Regions from separate parts of the Mus musculus genome. Here region 2 is linked to region 1. The links are chromatin contacts, called in public Micro-C maps. All regions are on one chromosome and are shown on one strand. Each heading gives the region's core, a stretch centred on a gene start, on an enhancer-like site or on the middle of the called end of the contact. The rest is flanking DNA. Distances are from core to core; before and after follow the strand shown.

Region 1 (3,892 bases), core at 535-3,034:
GGACAGGCAGTTAGTTACCTGGTGACTGAGACAGCCCGGTGTTGGGGCCAAGGAGGGAGCCCCGTGGTGCCTTCCTCTTGTTAAGCTCCCCACTTCCCCCCATACCTCAGTTTGGCTTTGATGACGCCAACAGAGCCATTGGTAAGACTGAATGAAAGCGGTGGCGTCCTGGACCAGCCGCATTAGGCTTTGTGTGGACAGAGCCCTGCTGGGTGCTCACATCACTCACTGCCAGAGGGGGAGGGTGGGTGCCTCCACCGCAGCACCCACGCAGCTTCGCGGAGCCCGCTGTTCTGTGGGGCCACGGGTGGGGACAATTACGGACTCTGAAGCTCAGTGTGGACATTGAGATCTCTGCGCTCCTGAGAGCTCACCCTGGCTGTTACTCCCACTCCATCTGCAGCGAAGGTGGTGTCTTATCCCTGTTTGCAGCTCAAAGATCTAGTCGGGACCTTGCACATAGTAGACCATTAAGAAACACGCATTAAATGAGTGAACAAATACACAAGTCAAATTGTCGCCCCCTTTCCTGAGGACTCCTCGCAGCCCCCCGGGGGGAGGGGCGGGCTCTCCTTGGCAACCACACCCCAGCCTGGTGAAAATAGACACTTGATAAGGCCTCTCCGAGGAGGCCTACACAGAGATCCCAGAGGAAGAGGGGGGCTCGGTAGAAGGATCGAGCACCAAGGGAAGGCACTGTCAGCTTGGAGTGCGGGTGTGTCTGGGGTTGCTGGCGATGGGGGAGGGGGTCTTCCCCGGCCTGGAGAATGCAGATCCTCTGTAGACAGAAAACTTAGTTGCAGGAAGACATAGATCATGGCATATTTTAGAAACCCCAACATCCCGGGACCTGGGGAGCCCTTTCCTGCCCTCCACCCCACAGAGATCTGTCTGGGTTTTTAGAATTCTTGGAGACCTGAGGCGGTCCAGCCTACTCAGCAGCGATGCCCCACAGCTAAGCTTCCCTTGCTTCTCGGGTGGGAGCAGTTTCCGTGAACTCTGGGCAGCTGCAGGGAGGACGGGGGATCTTCAGGGAGGATCTCCAGGGGCAGACTCAGCTCCCCGGAGGCTCAGAGTGGGTGATAATCGGGGTTTCAGTGGTGGGGCCGGTTCTTCTGGCTCTGCCGAGACCCCTGGGTTGGCTAGAGTGGGCTCCTGAGAACGCCAGTTCCAAGGATGCGCACCCACGGCCGTGACTGGCGAGGTGAAAGATCGTGGGGATCCCAGCACTTCCAGCCAGAACAGACTCTTGGCAGCTAAACCGGACGTCACTAAGCAGAGCAGGGCATGGCGGGCTCCCAGGGCAGCCTTGAGGTTGAATGTTTCCCTCCCGGAGCACCAGCCCCTTCCTCATCAATTGAACAGGATTCCATGGTAACCCGGCGCCTTTCTCCCTCTGCGCCCTACGGTGAGCATCTCACCGCAACCCTATTTGGAGATGGAGAGATGGTGGTTAGACCAGCAGCAGGACTGGCCAGTCAGGACCTCCTATCTCATCAGGATCCCCGGGACTCATCGGTCTCACCTTCTCTACTCAGTCCACGCCTGTCACCTGCGATGCGCGCTCCTCTGGGCGCCCACCTAGGTGCAGGGCGCGGGGGAGGGGATCTTTCACACTGGGCACACTCGCGTGCCCTCCTCTGTCCCAGCGCCGAGGCTCCGCCGCTGGACCCCGCAGAGTGGGCGGAGGGATGCGGGTCGCGCTGCCCGCAAGCTCATCCCGCGGGGCTGCGGCAGGGGCAGAACCACGTCGTGTCCTCCCCCCACCCCCATTCCCGCCCCCGCGGCCGCGAGGGAAGCGGGCGAGCGCTAGGACCGCGCCGCTCCGCCTCCCGCCGCTATAAGAGGCCGCTCGAGCCCCACGCGGAACCGGCTCCGCGCCGCTGTCCCCGCGTCCCCACCCGGCTCCAACGCAGCGCAGCCCAGGCAGTCCCCGGCCTGCGTGGGGCGCCCGGGGCCCCGCGGCGCACCATGGGCGCTGCCCACTCGGCGTCCGAGGAGGTGCGGGAGCTCGAGGGCAAGACCGGCTGTGAGTACCACACCGTGGCCGGGAACCCTCGTTGGCGGGGACCATCGCCTGCATGCCCCCGCTTCGCGCCACCGTGCTGTGTGACCTTGGGCTAGTGGCTTGCCCTCTCTGTGCCCCGTTCTCGGGCTGCTTCTGATGGGTTCCCGCCAGCCGCCGTGCGGGCGACGCCGCTGGGAGGGGTTGGCAGCGACTCGGGCCTGGGGTAAGGGTGGCCCGAGAGGCGACTTGACCCAAGCCTCACCCGACCAGGGCGGAGCCCGGCAGGTAGCCGTGGCTTTGAGGGCCGGCGCCCCGGCAGCTCGGGAGAGCGCCGAGCGCGCGCTGCACCTGCAAGTCTGCGGCTGGGGAGCGGGGAGGAAAGTTTGGAAGTGGCGGGACCGGGAGGAGCCGCGCGGTCCGCGGTGACCTTAGGCGGGGGTCACCCTGCCGCCTCCCCGTGCGTCCCCACCCCCCGGCTGCAGGCTCGGGCACCGAGCCCAGCGTCCTCCAGGCTGGCCCGCACTCCCGGGACCGCAGAGGCCGGGCGGGGCGCGCCTGGGGGAAGCGCCCGTCCGCCCCGCGCTTGACCCTGGGCTCAGAAGCGACCAGGGGACCCGGACTTGCACGAGGGTGGGCAGGCGCGTGGACTCAACCTGTTTCGGTGGTGGGACAGAGCGGGTTGTGAGTTCTGCCAGGACTGTGTGACCTTGGACCAGTCAGTTCCCGTCTCAGTTTGCCTCCTCTGAGGAATGGGAGACTGGCGCACCCCCAGGGTTCCTGCGGCAGGAGGTTGCGGCTGAGTTGAGAGCACCCAGTCAGCCCCCCTCACCCCCCCAGAGGGGGACTGGGCTGGCACTCGCCTCCCCAGAGCCCGGTGAAGTCATAGAAAGTCCCCAGCTGCTGAGCGTCTACACCGCGCACACAGTATGCGAAGTGTGCAGCGGATCCGCGAGAGTCGTTTACACGACCCACTAAGGGCGCGCGCCATCGAGCCAGTCCCGGTGAGGGTCGACTGTGAGTGCGCTGCCTGGAGTGTGCGCACGGCGTGCAAGGGGAACCGCGTGCGAGCGGGAGTGTGGGCGCACTGTGTGCAAACCGGGAGTGTGTGCACGCACTGTGTGAAAGTCGAGAGTGTATGCACACTGTGTGTGAGACAAGCAGGTGTGTGTGCACAGTGTGTGAAAGTCTAGAGTGTGCGGGCACTTTGTGAAAACCAGGAGTGTATACACACTGTGTGCGAGGCAAGCAGGTATGTTTGCACACCGTATTGAAGGCAAACTGAAGTGTGTGCACTTCAATCAAACTGAAGCGTGGTTGTGTGTGCACACTGTGGGCACTGCAGTTTGAAGCACGGTTTCACTTTGGGGCTCGGGCTGCTCTGATCGGGGACACTCCCTGCCTCAGTCTCCCCAGTTCTGGGACTGCAGGGCAGCACCCTCCCCCACTTTTGTATTTTCTCTCTGAATTCATTTTGCTGACTACAAACCAAAAGTTTCATAAACCTGCCCCCGCCCGCCTCCTCCCAGGCCCACGTGATGGAGGACAGCAGGAGTCCCCGCCCACTTTGACTCGGTTTGACCCATTGCCAGTTGCTGTCCCAGATGGTGTGGGGAGAGCTGGGATTCCGGGTGCAGGTTGGGTCCCCACCGGAGCAGCACCCAGGGCCTTCTGGGGAAATTCCTGCGGGCTGTGGGTTTGACAGTGACGGGCTGCAGAGCATGCTGGGAGCCTTGTCAGTTTCCTGGGCCCAGCCTCCCACGGTGACAGATGCTCAGGCTCAGTGGCTGCCTGGAGGTGGCTGGGGTGGCTTCTTCACTTGCTGCCTGTGCTCAGAATTCAATTCTAAAGGGAGCTGGGCGGGGGGGGGGGGGGGGGGAACGACGG
Region 2 (3,462 bases), core at 87-2,586, 610 kb before region 1:
ATAGTTGATAGATTGCAGATTGCAGCCTCTGCAGCTACCCATGTGTTTCCCGATGGATGCTATTCTCTCTATAAAGTTCTCTGGGTGGTGGTGGTGGTGGTGGTGGTAAGTCATCTCAGTTCTTTTCTACCTTACTACAATATAACTATTTTATTCATTCATTCATTTAATTAATTAATTAATTAAATTTTGAGGTGGGGCTCACCGTATGTAGCTCTGGCTAGCCTGGAACTCGCTATAGAGATAAACCAGCAGGAGGCTGGACTCGAACTCCCAGAGATCCACCTGCCTCTGCCTCCATAGTGCTAGAATTAAAAGCATGCGTCATCACATGCAGCTAAGAAGAAAGGCCCCGTCTTTTATTAATTTATAATAGGTTCGTGGAAATGGCTCAGTGAGGATGGACAGCTAAGTTCAATTCCTGGAGCCTAGGGTAGAAGAAGAGAATTGACTTCACCATCTGAGCACTAACCTCGCGGGCACGCTGGGCTGCACGTGAACCACCCCCACCCCACCCCACCCCCGCCCGTCGCCCATTAATTAATAAAAAGCGTATCTGTAACAGAGGCGCTCGGTATAACTTTATTAGCTGCAAAGTGAAATTTGAATTTCTTACAGGATTCCCCTTTCTTGTCACAAAGTATCCTTCCTCGCCCTCAACTTCTTTAAAATGTACTGGGCACTCTACTCCGGTACCCTAGGTGGCTGCCAAAGGTGGGTAGCAGGAGTCCTTTGGGGGACAAGAAAGAAAGCCAAGCCTCCTATCACCCTGCAGATGGACCTTTGCTAGATCAGGCCTAACTAATTGTCTCCTCCCACTCGTCCCAACTCTGGGAAAGCCATCAAGGTTGTTTTCCCGCACCCTCCAGCCCACCAAAGCCACAAGAAGCCACCAGCCAAGCCAGGAGAGCTGCACAGAACCCTGTGAGCTGGGCGCGCACCTGCTCCCGGGTCCCCGCGCACCTGCTGAGCCGCGCTCCGGCCTCGTCTCGCGAGATCCGGGCTGGCGTAGTGGCCCCCACCCCCACCCAGGCCACCGAGTACCTCTCCCCGCCCCCGGGCCGGGCCTCCCCGCCACCTTGGGGACCAGCCCGGCCCCCCTCTTCACCCCCACGGCATCGTAGCGGCTGCGCTCCGCACGCAAGCCCCTCAGTCCCAAGGGACCCCGCCTCCCCGGCTGGAGGGTGGCCCGGCGGGCAGGTGCACGCGCCGCCTGCCGCCAGCGGGTCCCAGGCGCGCCCAGAGTGCGGGGACCCGGGGACCGGCTGCGCGCACGGCGCCTCTCGGCGCTGCATCCCTCGCTCCGCTCCGCTCCCCACCCCGCCCAGTGATTGACAGGCAAGATGTCGGTGTGGAGCGAGGCAGGAGCGATTTCAGCAGCCGTCCCCCCTGGAGCCCGGCGGCGGCAACAGCAGCAACGGCGACAGTGGCAACAGCAGCAGCAGGAGCAGCAGCAGCAGCGTTGTCGCGGGGAGCAGACCGCAGCCAGCCGCAGTGGGCGCCGCAGCCGCGCCAGCCGTGCGCACAGCATCCCGAGAGCGCGCTGAGCGCGGGGACCCGCGGACCATGCCGTGTCACCGCGACCAGGAGGGGGGCAGGCGCGCTCCTTTTTGACATAAAAGCCAGCCCGGCCAAATAGATTTATATACATATAATTCCGCCCTTCACGGAGCCGGTGTGCGAAGCGTGAGCTCTATTTCCCTCTGCCTCCTCCTTCCACTTCTCCTCCTCCCCTTCCTCCTCCTCCTCCTCCTCTTTCTCCTCCTCTTTCTCCTCCTCCTCTCTAAGTGTACAGACTGCACCCTACCACCTGGTTGGCTTCTGACAAACGGGCATCTCTCCCTTTTTAGGGACCAGAGACACAGAGAAAGAGAGAGGAGAGAGGAGACAAGGGACATTCTAATGCAGACTGCCTGATACTCTCCCCCGCCCCAAATAATAATAAATTTTGGCTCTTGTCCCCTCCTCCACCCCCCACTCCCCTCAAGCTTGTGTGAGATGTTGGGTTTCTTCAGGAGACACCGCTGAGAAGTCGCAGAGGTTGGGGAGGCGTAGGGGGGGTGGGGGTGGACTCCCTCTACCTCTACTCCTTCCCTCCCCCTTTTTTTCTTTCTGGGAGGAGGTGGAGGAGGAGGAGGGGAAGGGGGGGTTGCAGAGCAAGCGATGGATGAGGAAAACATGACGAAAAGCGAAGAGCAGCAACCTCTGAGTTTGCAAAAAGCCTTGCAGCAGTGCGAGTTGGTTCAGAACATGATCGACCTGAGCATCTCCAATCTGGAAGGGCTTAGGACCAAGTGTGCAGCTTCCAACGACCTCACGCAGAAGGAGATCAGGACCCTGGAGGTAGGTGTTGCCTGGGGTGGGGGTGGGGGGCAATCCTTCCATTCCTTCCCCTTCTCCAGTCTGTCCCCTTTCCCTTTGGGATTCTGTGTGTTGACGGAGGGCCTGGGAAGGGGGGGGGGGGCTAAAGCAGGTGGGCACGAATGATGCGCTATGATTTATCACCTGGCAAAGCCAGCGCGGCTGTCCCTCCCTTCCCTTCCCAGTGCGGCTGTTGTCTGTGCTCGGCCGGGTGGTGGTGGTAGCAGTAATAATTGCTGTTCCGTATTTATTATTATGGGTTGTAGCTGTTGCCATGATTATTCTTTTCTTGTGGGAAGAGGGAGTTATTATTGTTGTTATTATTTATTATTATTATATTATTATTCTCATTCTCTCTCTCAGATTTGTTTACGGGGGCTTGAGTGCTGGGTGCTATGTTAAGGAGCTGCAGGGAACCCACGTGACCTTGTGCGTTCTGCAGGTGGTCAAAGGTGGTTTTGCCTGGTTAGATGGGGCTGCTTAAATGAATTCAACCTTTTGCTCTGTGTCTCACCCCCCCCTTCCCCCAATCTACGCCTTAGAAAACCAGATGCGTGAGAAAAAAAAAAATCCCCATTTCTAAAACAATCGTTTGATGTGTGTGTGTGTGTGTGTGTGTGTGTGTATGTGTATGTGTGGGGTCTTTGCAGGCCCAAAATGTGTAAATGTTACGATTGCCTGGAGTGGTTCTTGCACTAGGTGGCGTGGGGAAAATGCTCTTGGGCTGCCTTGGTGAGACTTGGAGGATAGGGGTCCAGGAGACGGGAGTTTCGTTTGGCTCATTTGTAGCATCTTCTCTCCAGCAGAACTTGAGGGGAGTTGGGAGCAGTTTGCTAAGAGAGGGTGGTAGGGATGGCTACAAAGTTACCACCAAGAAATGGAAGGAACTGTTTTCCTTCAAAGGCCATTTTCCCCTCTAGGGGATGCTTTCAGGGTTTTGTGAAAGACCTGGTGTACCGAAATCCTCCAGCAACCTACCTTGTTCAAAATGTCAGAGGGATTCAAGCAGCCCCTTCAACCTCCTTCCCTCGAAGGCCCAGCTGTCCACATTGCATGATTTAATTTGGGAATTCCCACTAGCTGGCATCTGCCAGAGAGTGG

What was found. A called contact is a pair of places that touch in the nucleus more often than the background predicts.
Region 2: a Micro-C map of embryonic stem cells shows a contact between it and region 1, with 1.8 times the contacts expected there. The contact joins the promoter of Ksr2 here to the promoter of Tesc in region 1. A contact is called at or near these places in 2 of 484 Hi-C or Micro-C datasets (both in embryonic stem cells) and 2 of 115 datasets of contacts at active chromatin or transcription factors (the 230-238 cell line and embryonic forebrain).

The regions. Positions count from the first base shown.
Region 1 is chr5:118,025,959-118,029,850 of GRCm38.p6, forward strand. It overlaps Tesc (tescalcin), which reads left to right and starts at 1,785. Exons shown (of 8, transcript NM_021344.4): 1 at 1,785-2,029. The coding sequence starts at 1,972.
Region 2 is chr5:117,412,666-117,416,127 of GRCm38.p6, forward strand. It overlaps Ksr2 (kinase suppressor of ras 2), which reads left to right and starts at 1,337. Exons shown (of 20, transcript NM_001312914.1): 1 at 1,337-2,343. The coding sequence starts at 2,164. Gm52829 (a long non-coding RNA gene) reads left to right here. Exons shown (of 3, transcript XR_003955989.1): 3 at 377-522.